2 separate regions of the Anas platyrhynchos genome follow, and region 1 is linked to region 2. The links are chromatin contacts, called in public Hi-C maps. All regions are on one chromosome and are shown on one strand. The core of a region is the stretch at or near the end of the contact, and the rest is flanking DNA. Distances in the headings are between cores, read along the strand shown.

What was found. Hi-C and Micro-C count contacts between places; a contact is called where the count stands out from the background.
Region 1: a Hi-C map of F1 follicle shows a contact between it and region 2, with 2.8 times the contacts expected there. The contact joins two enhancer-like sites. A contact is called at or near these places in 2 of 8 Hi-C or Micro-C datasets (F1 follicle and F5 follicle).

What each region holds. Positions count from the first base shown.
Region 1 is chr14:3,985,434-3,992,061 of IASCAAS_PekinDuck_T2T, forward strand. It overlaps LOC110352569 (a long non-coding RNA gene), which reads left to right. Exons shown (of 4, transcript XR_005269365.2): 2 at 5,362-5,423. Among named protein-coding and RNA genes, the nearest start is that of SPOCK1, 46 kb to the right of the region's middle. Within about 2 kb of position 4,473, at least 1 of the 8 cell types and tissues checked has an H3K27ac peak or open chromatin away from gene starts, as enhancers often do. A contact at or near this core is called in F1 follicle, where this site is marked.
Region 2 is chr14:3,819,928-3,826,649 of IASCAAS_PekinDuck_T2T, forward strand. TRPC7 (transient receptor potential cation channel subfamily C member 7) reads right to left here. Exons shown (of 13, transcript XM_072023342.1): 8 at 1,708-1,903. Among named protein-coding and RNA genes, the nearest start is that of TRPC7, 56 kb to the right of the region's middle. Within about 2 kb of position 3,349, at least 5 of the 8 cell types and tissues checked have an H3K27ac peak or open chromatin away from gene starts, as enhancers often do. A contact at or near this core is called in F1 follicle, where this site is marked.

The DNA of each region.
Region 1 (6,628 bases), core at 3,223-5,722, 170 kb after region 2:
ATAACTTAGGGGTCCTGAGAACAGTGACTTGCTATTCCCTTCTTCCACGCAGGAAGGGGCAGCCATTGTAAGTGACTTGCAGGTAGCAAAATGCAGAAATACCCAACTCTGCAGTGCCTCTCTCCAAAGGAGATGCACAGATAAGAACACCCTATCCCACTGCAACTCTGCAGGCACACATCTCACATTGCCCAGGGAGTTTATACCTGAGGTAAGCAGGATTCCATGCCTGCTAGCAGCAAAACTCCTTGTAAAGGGGAACATTTTTTCATTCTAACTCACTTCTTGCCTGGGTGCGTTCTGAAACTGCATCAGTTGGCTCTGGCTGAGCACATGAGCAGTGCTAGGAGCAGCCTTCCCCAGCAGCCCTCAGGCAGAGGAGAGCCCCTGCCTGATTGCTCCATTTTGAAAGCCTATAATTTCTTTTCTGAAGTTCAGAAGTGGATGCTCCCTTCCTCTAATGATGATAGATGTCACAGTTTTGCCAACAAGACAGCCCTGGGCAATTGGAGTAGGAGGAAAGACGGTGCTGAGGAACTTTCCATCAAGGGGAGATATTGATTGCTTTATAGGAAGGCTGCAGCACTGTGCCTGGCTCACCCAGGCAGAGCAAGCCTTTTCTTAGCAGAATTTACCCAAAGCTCCAACATAAATTCCTTCTCTCCTTAGGTAACAGAGACATTACCTGTCAAAAAAAAAAAAAATAAAAAATAAAAAAAAAAATCACCCAATCCTGAGGAGTGAATTTTCTAATATGCAATAAAACTCCAGTACTGACTGCATTTTGTCGCAGAATTTGGGTGCTTGAAAAAGTCTCATTTGTGTTTTCTGATATTCAAGTGTTGTGTTTCTGCCGCACTCTTTCTCCAGTGGAGGTGTTAACAAGTCTCTTCTCTTCTTGGCTGTCCGTTTTCGCAAAACTTGCAGAAACTTGTTATCTCTCGGATAGCAACATCTTTGTCACACATGATTCATTTGATGAAGAAGAAAGAGTATAACAGTTACAAAGCATAAAATAGTGAGCTGTGGATGTGATTTCATTTTGTGTTTAGACAGTATTTTACAAACTCTCATACATACTCCTGGCTAACTAATGCCAGCAACAACAAAAATGGGTCCAAGTAGCACAATAGTAGAATTTATAGAGTGATTTCTCTAAGAATATGGATTTACTTTTATTGAGAAGAGAACCTAGTCTTCTATTAAGAAACAATAGGTAGTGACATAAAGATTAATTATAGGCTTTAGGTCTCATTATTCTCAATTATAAGGAAAAAAATAAATAGCAACTTTTTATTTTTTACCTTTTCCTTCCTTGGTCCTTATCTCCATTAAATATTCTTCCAAACCTGGGTAGTTTTACACTTCCTGCTTTACAACATGCACCTAGACTTGTCCTCAGAATTTGCTAAAGAAAGTGACGCGTCAAGAGGCATTTCTGAAAGTAGCTTGGTACTCAAACCTTGAATGAACTTCACAAATCTTGGAGAGGAAGCAAAAGCTCTTGAAGTAAAAGAAAAACATAAAAACGGGGAATTTTTGATTTAATATTCACACTATAAAATAACGATATTACAACCAGTCTGCCTAGAACCTCATGTCTAACTTTCTGAAACTGAAGCCAAGTCTGGGTAAAGATTATGCTTTTAGATTCTTAACCTCTTCTGTGCAGTATTCCATGTTTTCACTTTAATAGAGACTATTTCATGGAGCTAAGAACAGCTTGTCTTTCACAGATTTTCAGTGCAAAGTGTTACAGCTAATATCAGGTTATAATGTTAATATTTTGTTCTGATGCTGTTCTTAAACCTAAAATTCATCTTAATGTCACGTCCCCACAGTGTGGCTTATGCATAATTTGTTTGCTCTTTTGTGGTGTGGCTGACATTAATAGTAGAGAGCCATCCATCCTAAGAATATGAGGAGGGAAATAATTGCAAGCAAGCAAAAGCAAATACTAATGACAATCCAGTAAGCCTGAGAAATCCCACGAGGATTAAAAAAAATAATAATAAAAAATTAAAGGGTACCTCAAAGCTACAATGAAAAAAAAAAAATAATTGTGTATAATCAGGCTTAGAGATGGGATACAAATAGCTTTGCTGTCTGTTTTTCAAGAAATTCAAGGAAAGTTTCATCTATAAATTTCACCTATTGCAAACTCTATTATATCTGCAAAGATAGCTATATCTAAATGTAGCACTGTTAGCTAAATTACTGCAGAAATAAAGTAGGTTGCAAACTTCCAGGCTTGGTGGATCCTGAGGGCTGTGTATGTGCATACCAGGGCAGTACTCTCAGAGACTTGCAGGAAGCCAGTCCTGAATTGTTCAAGGTATTGTTGGAAAATAAAATCATTGTTAATGCCTATATAGATGTGTGTGCATGTGTGAGTATATGTATTTTTTTTCCCCACATGGAGTTTTTCTTAACTTTAGCAAATGCAGTAACTAGGAAGTTCCTTTATCACACAGTTCCCCATCTCCTGTGTGGTTCTGTCCCAGGATGCTTTGGAGAACACCGAGGGTGACAAATGTTGGCAGCTGATCCTGTCCCTGTCTCAGCAACCAGCACCAAAGGGAACTTCAGAGTTCCTCTGTGCTACAGAAATTGCTGTCTCCAAACTGTTCCTGTTTAAGTTAAAAGCCTTTTAGCCCTGGGCTCCCCGCTGATTGCATTGTGCTGCTGTAACAGTGCAGTCTCTGAGATGAATAAAAAAGGTCCCAAATCACTTCTGGCTTCATACAGCAGAAGTCGAGACCCTGGGTACTATATATCTTCTCTGGACCTGAAGCTGAAATGGCTTTATTTACCAAATAGGAAGTCTTACATGGAAAATCACAGAGCATATTTTGTTACTGTGCAGTTTAGAGAAGACATACTGCAATATAGCCTACTCCTGGGAGAGGAGAAAAACAAAAACAAAAAAAAAGGGGGGGGGGGGAGAGAGAAAAGGAAATTAGGTTTGATGTCTAATAATTGTGAGACCAGCATTTCCATATTCGTTGGAAGAGGTAACGATTAGCCAAAGTATCTCATATTTTTGTCACTGCCCTATCTAAGCCTGAGATGGGAATAACAATCCTGTCCAAAAATTGAAGGAGTCACTGTCTAGCACTATCAATGTGTGTCAAAAATGCCAAGATTAAACAAAAAGTGATTCAGGGATACTCTGCCAGGAACCGACTTATCCAGGGTCAGAAACCAGTTGAAACTTTAGACTTGAGAATAGTTGTGGAAAATAAAATTGTTGTCAATGCTCTCCATATATTCATAGGATTTTTTTCTAACTGTACTACTTTGATAGGTATTTAAAGTTTTTTATTGTTGTTTCTACCTATACAGAAATTGTTACATAACCACAAGGATTTCCTGTATGAAGGTGAGGTCAGATGACAGGGTAGCTGCGTCTCAGGGGCAGTTGGTGCACATACGTGATTTTCACATCTCACCTAATTCCTTCATAAAGGTAAATAGGGGAAATTTTAGCTGGATATCTTATTTGTGACAAGGAATTAACCTGCCAAACACGTATCCAGCACTTGTAAGGGCCATCTTGATTTCATTCAGTCTCGGTTATATGCACTGACCACTGCAATTAAGATCAAAATGTGATTGTTGGTCATTAAGTGTAAGATTTTCCCTTGTAAAGATGTAAAGGGTGCTGGTCAGGCACTGCCTGGGTAATCAACATGCGGCTTTGTGTAAATGAGCACGGAAGAAAACCATTGTATATGCCATGAATTTTCAAGAAACCCCAAGGAATTATTTAATGCGTTATTAAAAATCATCTCACTCAGGAGAATATTAATTGTGGATAGTGCTGAAGTTGAATTGTGAATGAGTAGAGGGAAGCAGAGTAGTTGTGGTTATAACAGAATTTCTTAACAATTCATTTTCACAAACTTCAAAGTAATTTAAACAATTAGGTAAAAGTCTGTCCTTTCTTCCAGATAGCAGCATTATCTAGTTGTATCAATTTCTGTGTAAACTGCCCACAATTCATTGATTGAAACATTACAATTTTTTTCAGATTAATGGGAATTCATTAAATCAATTGATTCTTAATCAACTGAAATCTATGTGTGACCTATTTGCCTGTGTGTATTTTCAGATATAAATAATTAATGTGCCTCCACATTTTTTCCCATAAGATAATTTGCAATCATTATGATTGGAATGTGATCAGTAGCTCTGTATTTCTCCTCTTTAAGGAATTTATCCTTGGTCTCCCTGGCAGAAAAGGAGGGTGTGGGAAGTTCTTGTCTGCAGAAAAAAGCTGCAAAATTTGTGTGGCTTAGGGGCAATTAACTATGCAGCATCTTATCCTGGGGTAATTAGTGTGCTTTAGAATATATAAGCTCACTGAGTGAATTGGGTGTTTGGAGAGAAGCAGGAATCCCATCACGGCATCCTGCCCTGATGTCAGGGTTGGGGCTGGTCCATGGTGCTAGGTCTCTGAAGGTGCAGACATCAGACCCAGGGAGGGTCACCCCAAGGCTGTCAGTGCCATGTCTGACCACTGTGTGTGTTGTCTTGTTCAGGTGCCGTGGGGCCTTGCTGCAGGAGCGAAGGGCAGAGGCTGCTGGTTCTGCTTCCCCAGTGACTGCTGTGCCCCAGGAGGCTGCTAGCTTTAAGATCCCAGTCACCAGGACACTGTTAATAGCTGGGTGCATGACTTAGCTCCTCCAGGGCTCATCTAGTCTTCTGCCTGTTATTGAGTCAGTACAAGACAGCCCTTTTTGCTTTCTCTCATATTTCTGTTGTCAGAGCACCCTGAGGACCTTCCCAGGTGCCCCCCCAGCACACAGCAAGGGCACAGCCATTCTCCCCAGACCTCTGCAACCAGATGCAGACAGGGGATGGGTCCAAGCAGAGCATGGTTAAACGTGAAATAGTGAACAGCAGTGTGGTTGTGCTTTTTAAATTCATCTCTGCTCAGGAAATAGGAAATGCTCAGACCTCATGCATGATATTGGTGAGTACAGGGAACTTAAATATGGTAAAACTAGGAATTTGATTAGTAAACTGAATCTCATCTGGAAGGGAAGCACAGAATTTCCCAGTGCTTCTTATGTCCAGCACCGAATGGACGTAAGCAGTGACAAATTCCTTGCGGTTTCATGCTTCGGGCACTAGAAGACTAGTTTGGTGGTTAGATATATACTGACATGCCAGCTCCTGCTGCAATTACTCTTTTCTATCATGTGTTTGTTCTGAAGGCCTCATATAATTTGGATAAATTATTGTCCTGCTCAAAACACGGAAACAGCCTGGGAGTATCAGTGGGAAACATCACTTAAACACCCCCGTTATTTTTACTGGCTCATGAATTTTCCATCTTCCATCATTCCCATACAGTGCACGTTCCTGGCCAATGGCTGTGGGTTGGACCTGTGCAAATCAAGAGGCTTTCATGCCAGGTAAACTAGAGTTTGATTTTTTTATATCACTGTTCCTTTTGCAATTTATTTCTCTCGCCTGCCATCAGGAGAGATTCGTGCTGCTGATCCTTCCTGTCTGTGCGAAGTGCTGGTGCCCTCTAGTGCTCTCTGCCTGCCGACACCGCACCTGAATTTAGAGATTTGCCTGGAAGCAGCTCCCCCTGGCTAAATCCCACAGGCTAGAAGCACAGGAATCATGACAAGAAATAAGTCCTTACTAGTTAATAAAAATTTAGTAAAACTTAGTACCTCTGAATCTTTCTTTTTTTTTTTTTTTTCTCCTTTGGAAATAATAATAATAAAATCCCTAATCTCTTAAATACCCATGTCTCTTTACCTGATGTATGAGGATGTATGGTCATTACGACATGGCTCAGGTTCCTGTGGTCACTAATAAAACCCCTGTACTGAGATACATCTGCCTCAGCAGCTCTTCTTATTCATGGGATCAATGCGAGTGCAAACCCTATAGATGTGAGCCTTAACACAGTTGTGCCAGGCTATGCTCTCTTTGTACACATTGCCACAGGTCATAGAGAAACCTGTAGGATGTGGTCTGGTTAAAACCAGCTGGTTCCTAAGAAATGTCCTTTAGCTCTCCTACAAGCTTGAAGCCCTACCACAGCTGCTAGAATCCTTTTTGTAGAGTGTTAAAGCCAGCCGGAGAACTCTATTTAGGGGTATAATTATTTATTATCTGATTAAGGTAATTCTGTGCTGCTGTAGAAAAGCGACAGTGTCTTGCCATATTCTTTTGGATATTTCCATTATCCCTGTGATTTTTGCACAATATATTTTTATCTCGCGGCAGTATATTTTTAGCCCCGTTTCCATTTGCAAATGACACATAGTACGATAGCTGTCATTGCAAGAACACCCGTGTCTGGCTTTTAGCTAATCATGTGCTGTCCCCTCTCACATCAGCATTTAACGTCTCTGTGTAATACCTGGAGCTAAAAATAATCCCCCTCCTCCCTGCAATGTGAAAGCTGCTTACTGCAGAAACATCAGCACACCTTAACTTTTGTGTTTGCTAGCTGTAGTGCTATGTGTCAGGTCTGTCACCAGTATCTCATCCCACAAGGGGCTCCCCAGCATTAATCAGGAGACTGCATGTGCTCACCAGGATACAAGCTGCTGACTGTGACTGATGTTTTGTTTCTACAGCCCTGAGAAATCCCAGT
Region 2 (6,722 bases), core at 2,099-4,598:
AATTTTTTTTTTTTTTCCATAAATGCAATGTAGCCAGGAAGCGCTAATACTTGAGGGATAAACAGAAGAAAAACAGAAGTAGCTGAAGAGTGATATTCAATGGAAAGCATAAAAATGTGGCCTTATATCTGCAGCTAAAAGTAATGCATGTCCCCACTGACTGTAATGGAATTTAATTCCTCAGTAATTGACATCCTCTGTCTTTATTGACATTGCTGTTGTCAGAAAAATACATTGGCGAAAGGGACTTTGTCTCGTCAGTAGAATGACTTTGTTTTTCCTTAATCTCCCTGTTGCTGAGGATTTAAAGGAATTAGTATGAGATTTACTAGGTTTCTCCCAGTTCTCAAGCAGGAGGATCTGGAATGAGTAGCTCACATTTGTTTTACTTGCTGATAGTTATAATATTCTTTAACAAAGTTTTATAGAATTCCAAGCAGCCAAAAAGGATGGTAAGGCCTTTTTCTAGGAAACTGGTGATCACATAGCTCAAACTAGAAAATTAATATAGACTATCTAGTAAGATATTTCTTAAGATTTTTCTTTAGTAAACTTGCAAGGGCATCTCTACTTACTATATGCATTAATAGGCTGAGACCCCTTCAGAAATAACTCTTGTTTCTGTAGAAGAGGATTCAGGAAACACTTGATCTTATGTGATTAGAAATCTTTGGGGAAATGACTGCTTTCTGCACATAGGAAAGCTTCTGGGGCAGAGCACATATGTAAGGTCTCTCTGACATTTAGACTTAGTTGCAGCACAAAAGATAGAGCTATATTTGCACTACAGTACATGGAAGAATTAGACATTACAGTGAGAAAAGGTTTTTTACTCCGGCCTTTTCCAGTGTTAGGTTCTGAGGGAAGATTAGAACAAATAATTAATACAAAGTCAACTACAGAAACTTGACATTTAACAAATTCACATCAAAAGAGGTGAATCGGCATAAACATTGTCCAAATATTAATCTTTTTTATCTGTCACTATTTACATGAGCAGGGATTTGTTTATGTCCAAAGCATTTAACAAATCCAGCCTGCTAATATTAATACTACTGAACAAAGCTGGGTAAAACCTGCAAACACCTTCCTTAAGGGTTGTATTCATATCCTTTCAATGTTGCCTTTTGCTCATGCCATTAAGTTTTGTAGGTCCAGGGACTCCTCCTCCACCTACATATATATAAAGATTGTGTGCCAGGTATTTGAAAAATACATAATTTTATATATGCATCCATGAGTTTCAGACCTAGGTGGGCTATTGTGTTTAACCATTACAGAGCAGACAGAAAATAAACTGACAAACAACAACAAAAAAGGCAAACATGAGATATTCTTTGGTCTTTCTTAAGCAAACAGCACAGCTAAGGTAATACACGTGGATAAATTATCATAATTAACACAGGGAGTAAAAAATACTGCAAACTGCTTTCATTAAATACATGTAATGGAAATTGGGTTTGCTCACAGATGGTCATTAAAAACAAGGAAGTTGAAGTTGTTATACGAATGATTCATTGTTAATTATTAATTCAGCCCTAATTTGGGGTCAGACTCAGCCTTGACTCTTGCACAGTGTAGGATTTGTGTTTCAACAACCCTCTAATCATGCATACGGAATAAACTGCAGCTTCCTTGTTCTTTTCACATTTTCATTGTCAATAATAATTATGTACACTGAGTTTGTAGTGCAGTTTCTTATCTTACCTCAATTTCCTGATAGGAGTTGTTGATCATGGCTATTAGCATATTAAGCAGCACCACCACCATGGTCACGTTATATACTCCATAGAGTACGTATCCAATATTCTCAATGAATTTATGATCATACTTCAGCACCACAGATATCACTTCAGATAAGCCAAATATTGACCAGAATAAGGTTTTAAAACTTTCTTCTACCCTAAAAAATAAAGCAAATGATCACTCTATAGAGTCGGCACCAGGTTGGACTGGCCAAACCCTAATAGTAAAAGGGGTAATCCAGCAATATAAATATGATTCCTTGTCACAGTTATTACAAGCCACTATCTATCACCCAGGGACACGCCAGATCATATTTCCTGATCTGATAAAGAAATATGATTTCTAATAAATACTCTGAAGTGACAGTGCCCCTTTGTTTGCTCCATCTGTTCTTCTCAGATGTGTTACTTGTCATTTGGCCTTTGAGTCCCTATTAAGGACTCCTTCTCCATGGGCCACTTGCTGTTTGAAACATTTTGTGTAGGGCCCAGTACTTCTGCTCAGTCACTCATTTCTCATCCAGAGAAGATAGACAGCGATTATCTAGGAAAGGGGAGAAGGAATCTATGTTGACTGCCTCATATACAATTTCCAGGGCAAAAGAGACCTTTTACACAGAAGGAGTCAGTGAAAAGTTCTGTTTTGTGGCATTAACATAACCAGCACACTATGCAAGTAAAGTCATCCCCTGGTCTGATTTTCTTCTCTTCCTGCATTGAGGTTGTAAACAAATCAGATGCCCAAAGATGTGTAGTAAAAAATTTAAGTTCCTAAAGAATTTGAAATTAAGGAGTAGTAAAAGATGTTACAGAGAGGCACTTTAATTTTATTGTTACCCTTGCTTGAAAGTAGGAACTAGATGAAAATAAAAAGCTGAAGGATGGGAAAAAAGGAAGGGATGACAAAGAGATGGGAAGTCTGCAGCTGAACTTACAGGCCAAAAGGAGACCTGGAGGGAGCCAAAGCTATAACAGGCAGAAGGGGAGCAGCCATAACTAGAAATGAAGGAATGAGGGAAACTGGTACATTTTGGAAGCTCTTTGCTTAGTTTAAGTTAGAAGCAAATATGCCTTTATTGAATAATCCTTAGAATATTAACAAGCAATTACCTCCGCTCTGCCCTGGCCTCCCAGGAGGTAATGTCTTCTGAGAAAACAATGCCATTAACAAATGATTTTGATTTCTTTTAAATTATTATTATTAATATAAGGATGGCAGCTTAATTTTGCTACATGTTTATAAAAACAGATTATAGACACAAACTACAACATGTCCTAAGGCAACAATAAGCTTTACATCTACTCCAGTATCAATTACACTATACATGCAAGCAAAACAAATTAATTTCAACCCTTTGAAAGGCTGGTGCAGAGCACTGGGCAATTCCTTTCTGCCACAGCAGACTAGTACTTATGTCTCATCACAACTCATGGCATTCCCACTTCCATTTGCATGTAGCATTAGTAAGACTGCAGTAAATAATTAGGTACCATTCTCCGCCAGTATAACTGCATTTACATGTGGGGATAACCCTGAGCAATGTGTCAGAGAGATGTTGCACAACATCATTTAAAAATGTGGCTTTCTATTCAGTCTCCACGTTACTCAGAGTGTGCTGTTGTGTTCACTCCTTGCTGCTTTCATAAGGCTGGGACACTGTGCAGAGATATATTTGTCTCCTGCCCTCAAGTGCAGGAAAGGGCAGCTCACATTATTATGTTAGAGACCCTTCACTTTTATAGTAGCAATCTGGTTTGCACTTATTATATTAAATGTTGTATTTTTAGATAAAGAATGCGTACAACACCAAAAACCTTTGGCTTTGAAACCTATCATCCAAGTCACTTATCAAACTAATAAAAAAACATAACCAGTAGCCTTGATCCCAGCTGCACCCTGCTATTAACCTTCCTTTTTTAATTTGGAAAAGTTCCCTTAGTTTTCCACCCTGCCGGTGGATTTTTAATACAACACGCCATCTCTGCTCCTTCTCTGCAGCTCAGGCATTAACCTTTGCTCTGGAGTGGTGCCAGGTTCTCCTTGAAAAGTTAATTACTGCCTGTATGTGGCCCTGACTGCCCCAGGCAAGCATCGGCTCCAGCACAGCCACCATGCTCCTCTGCAAATGTCCACAGTCCTTATTCCCAGTGCCATGTGTGGGAACAGCGCCCACAGCAGGGGGAGGTGCTGTGAGAGGTGAACCTGTCCTGCAGCACCCCAAAACTGCTCAGCAATGCCTACAGACAGACACAGCTCTCCCACTCGTGGGGAAAAATATTTCTAAGGAGACCTTGTACTAGTTCGTCCCTACCCTCTGAAAAGGCTGGGTGGCTTTCTCTCTCCCTTTTAATCTACTGTCAAATTGCAGGAGGTTTGGCAGAGGTTACAGGGAACAATTTTTTTTTTCTTCTCCTTTTTGAGAATGTCTCACTGAAACACGAGACAAGGATGTTTGGAGCCAAGTTCCTGAAGTTTCCAAGATGTTGATGTGTCTCATCATTGCCAACTAAGCAATTTACCCCCCTCCTGCAACATCGGGAGGGGTTATCCTTCCTAGAAGCAGACAAATGAAGGAACAAAGGAGGTCAGGAGTCCTGCCCAGGCCGACAGCTCCTGACAGCAGGAGGAGCTGGCAGTGGCAGATTGACTGATGCTCCCTGCTGAGCTGGGTATGCTGTGCTCTCACTACTGTGGTCAGGGCCAACTATGGCAGTGAGGAAAGAGCAAAGGGATTTTTGTTTCAATAGACATAGCCCTGTGGAAATTAAACACAGATTTTGCGTAGAGGAAGAATACAGACCAGAGGTGATCACCTAGTTGCAAGTTTTCCTTGCTTCTGTAAACAGCAGTGTGCTGTTCATCGAAAAAGATAGCAGCAAGGCCATAATTTCACGTCACTCTTGTGTCCTCCTCTTTAAGAAAGCTTAAAGCATCCTTTTAGATTAAGTTATTCCTTAAATTGATTGGTAAAGCTTTAACACTGCCAGAAAAGCAATGGAGGTAATACAATCTGCAAAAAATATCACATTTTGACAAAGAAGAGTGAGAAGAAAAAAGCCTTCAAGCTTCTAAGTAACATTGGCACTGAACAGTGAGTCACACTTCCCTTCAGGGAGAAGCAGACAGAAAACCTTGTGCTGTAGCCTTCAGCCTGATTTGTGATGCAGAAAGCAAGATGAACACAATCAGTCTTGCCTCCATTTCAATTTTGTTTGCATAGCATGTTCTTAATTACAGGCTGTTTTGAGAGCTGTGTTCTGTACACAGCATACAATAAACAGATAAACATCACTAGGGTCGGCTGCAAGAGTCATGAAAATTGTCTACTTTTCAGCAATGAAGAACTTCAAAAATTTTTCAAAGTATACTATGGTTAGCTAAATAATCTCTGTATTTAACAGTGTGAAGTAAAGTACACCACGTTTTTATTTCCTTTGTGTCAAGAACATTAAGATCTTAGAAATGACAGAAAGTGCATGATAACATAGTTCAGAGGCCACTGGGGTGCTACGTGACTGCCCTGTAGAAGGCATCAAAAGCAAAACTCAGCACATGATTTTGAAAGTGCAACAGCATGGTAAGTTACACCAAACATTCACGGATTATTATTATTAGAACTAAGAAAGCAATTCCCTCTCAGTGATATCTAGACACACTTTTTTTTTTTCTGCCTTCTTACTGTCCTGGTAAGCCATGGTTTTCTCAAATGTTCAATGCAAAGTTATTTCAGTGAGTAGCTCTTTGTCTGCTCACTGTGGAACCGGCCACAATCTAATTAATGAGCAAATCCAGAGGGCCTTCTTCTGTCCCGGTTAGGCAAGTGATATCTGATTCAGGACCCATATTAAAATAGACAAATTTTTTAGTACAAAACTTGCTTTCTGTAAAATTTCACCTATCCTCATAAGAATTCTCACCATGTCTGCCAAGAAATGTATTCAGTGAAGTCACTGAAGCCACAGAGTTGTTGCGAGTACAGCAAAGTACACATTACTCTATGCCTCAGTGAATTTTGACAATATTTGAGTTATTTATTCTACTCTAATAGTGAAATCTTCCTTCTTTTCACAAACAAGTTAATGGCAGAAGGAGACCACAGCATTCTGCAAAGCCCACAGGCAGCTCAGGATAAACAGAGGAGGAAATGTTGCTGGAATTGGTAGCTGCCTGTCTGCCAACAAAATGTTGTTAATAGCTTACTAAAATTGTTTGGGACTGTACGTCTCAAGGATTCTGGTTTCTTGAATGAGATATCTGAGAAGGATTTTTAGGATGAATGTTAATTGACAGTCTTTGTTTCATACGATGAAGAATCTCATTTTCACTCATTATCATTTGACACTCCCGTGTGCTTAAGTAACCAGAAGCCAGTAAGTCTATTTTAAATCTTTCCCAAATTCTTAAAAGGAAAATTCATGTTTATGGAAAATTTGCTTCATAACAAAATGAAGTCCCTCCAGGGTAGGATAGGTAATCACAAGGCTGAAGTTAATGAAGAAGAGCACTACCTTTTGACAAGACTCTCCCCAGCCCAGACATCCCTTGGCATTTAAGACATCTCTAGTCCAGTGAGCAGTCCTCATTTTGGTCAATGTTTACTCATTATTTCTATCAATAGACGGTAATTCCTGGAAGACCCACTTGGGTCACATGTGTTAATCGGACAGTTACCACCATTGCACTGGAGACTGGTATTTGTTAATGCTGTGCTCCTGTAATGTGCCTGAGACTTGTACTGAGGACTATAACTGAGGCAACCAGGGATGGTATCGACTCAACTTCTCATTACCTCTCGTGCTTCAAGGACATCTCCTTTTCAAATAAGCAGCAAGTCACATCCCACACACTCAATTTTCTTCTACCTTACTACCAAGCACAGATAAATGTAATTGCGTCTAGCCTCATAAATCCTTCCATTAAAATGTATCCTGAGGTTACAAGAAAGGTTCGGAAGGCATATTTGGCTCAATCAGAAA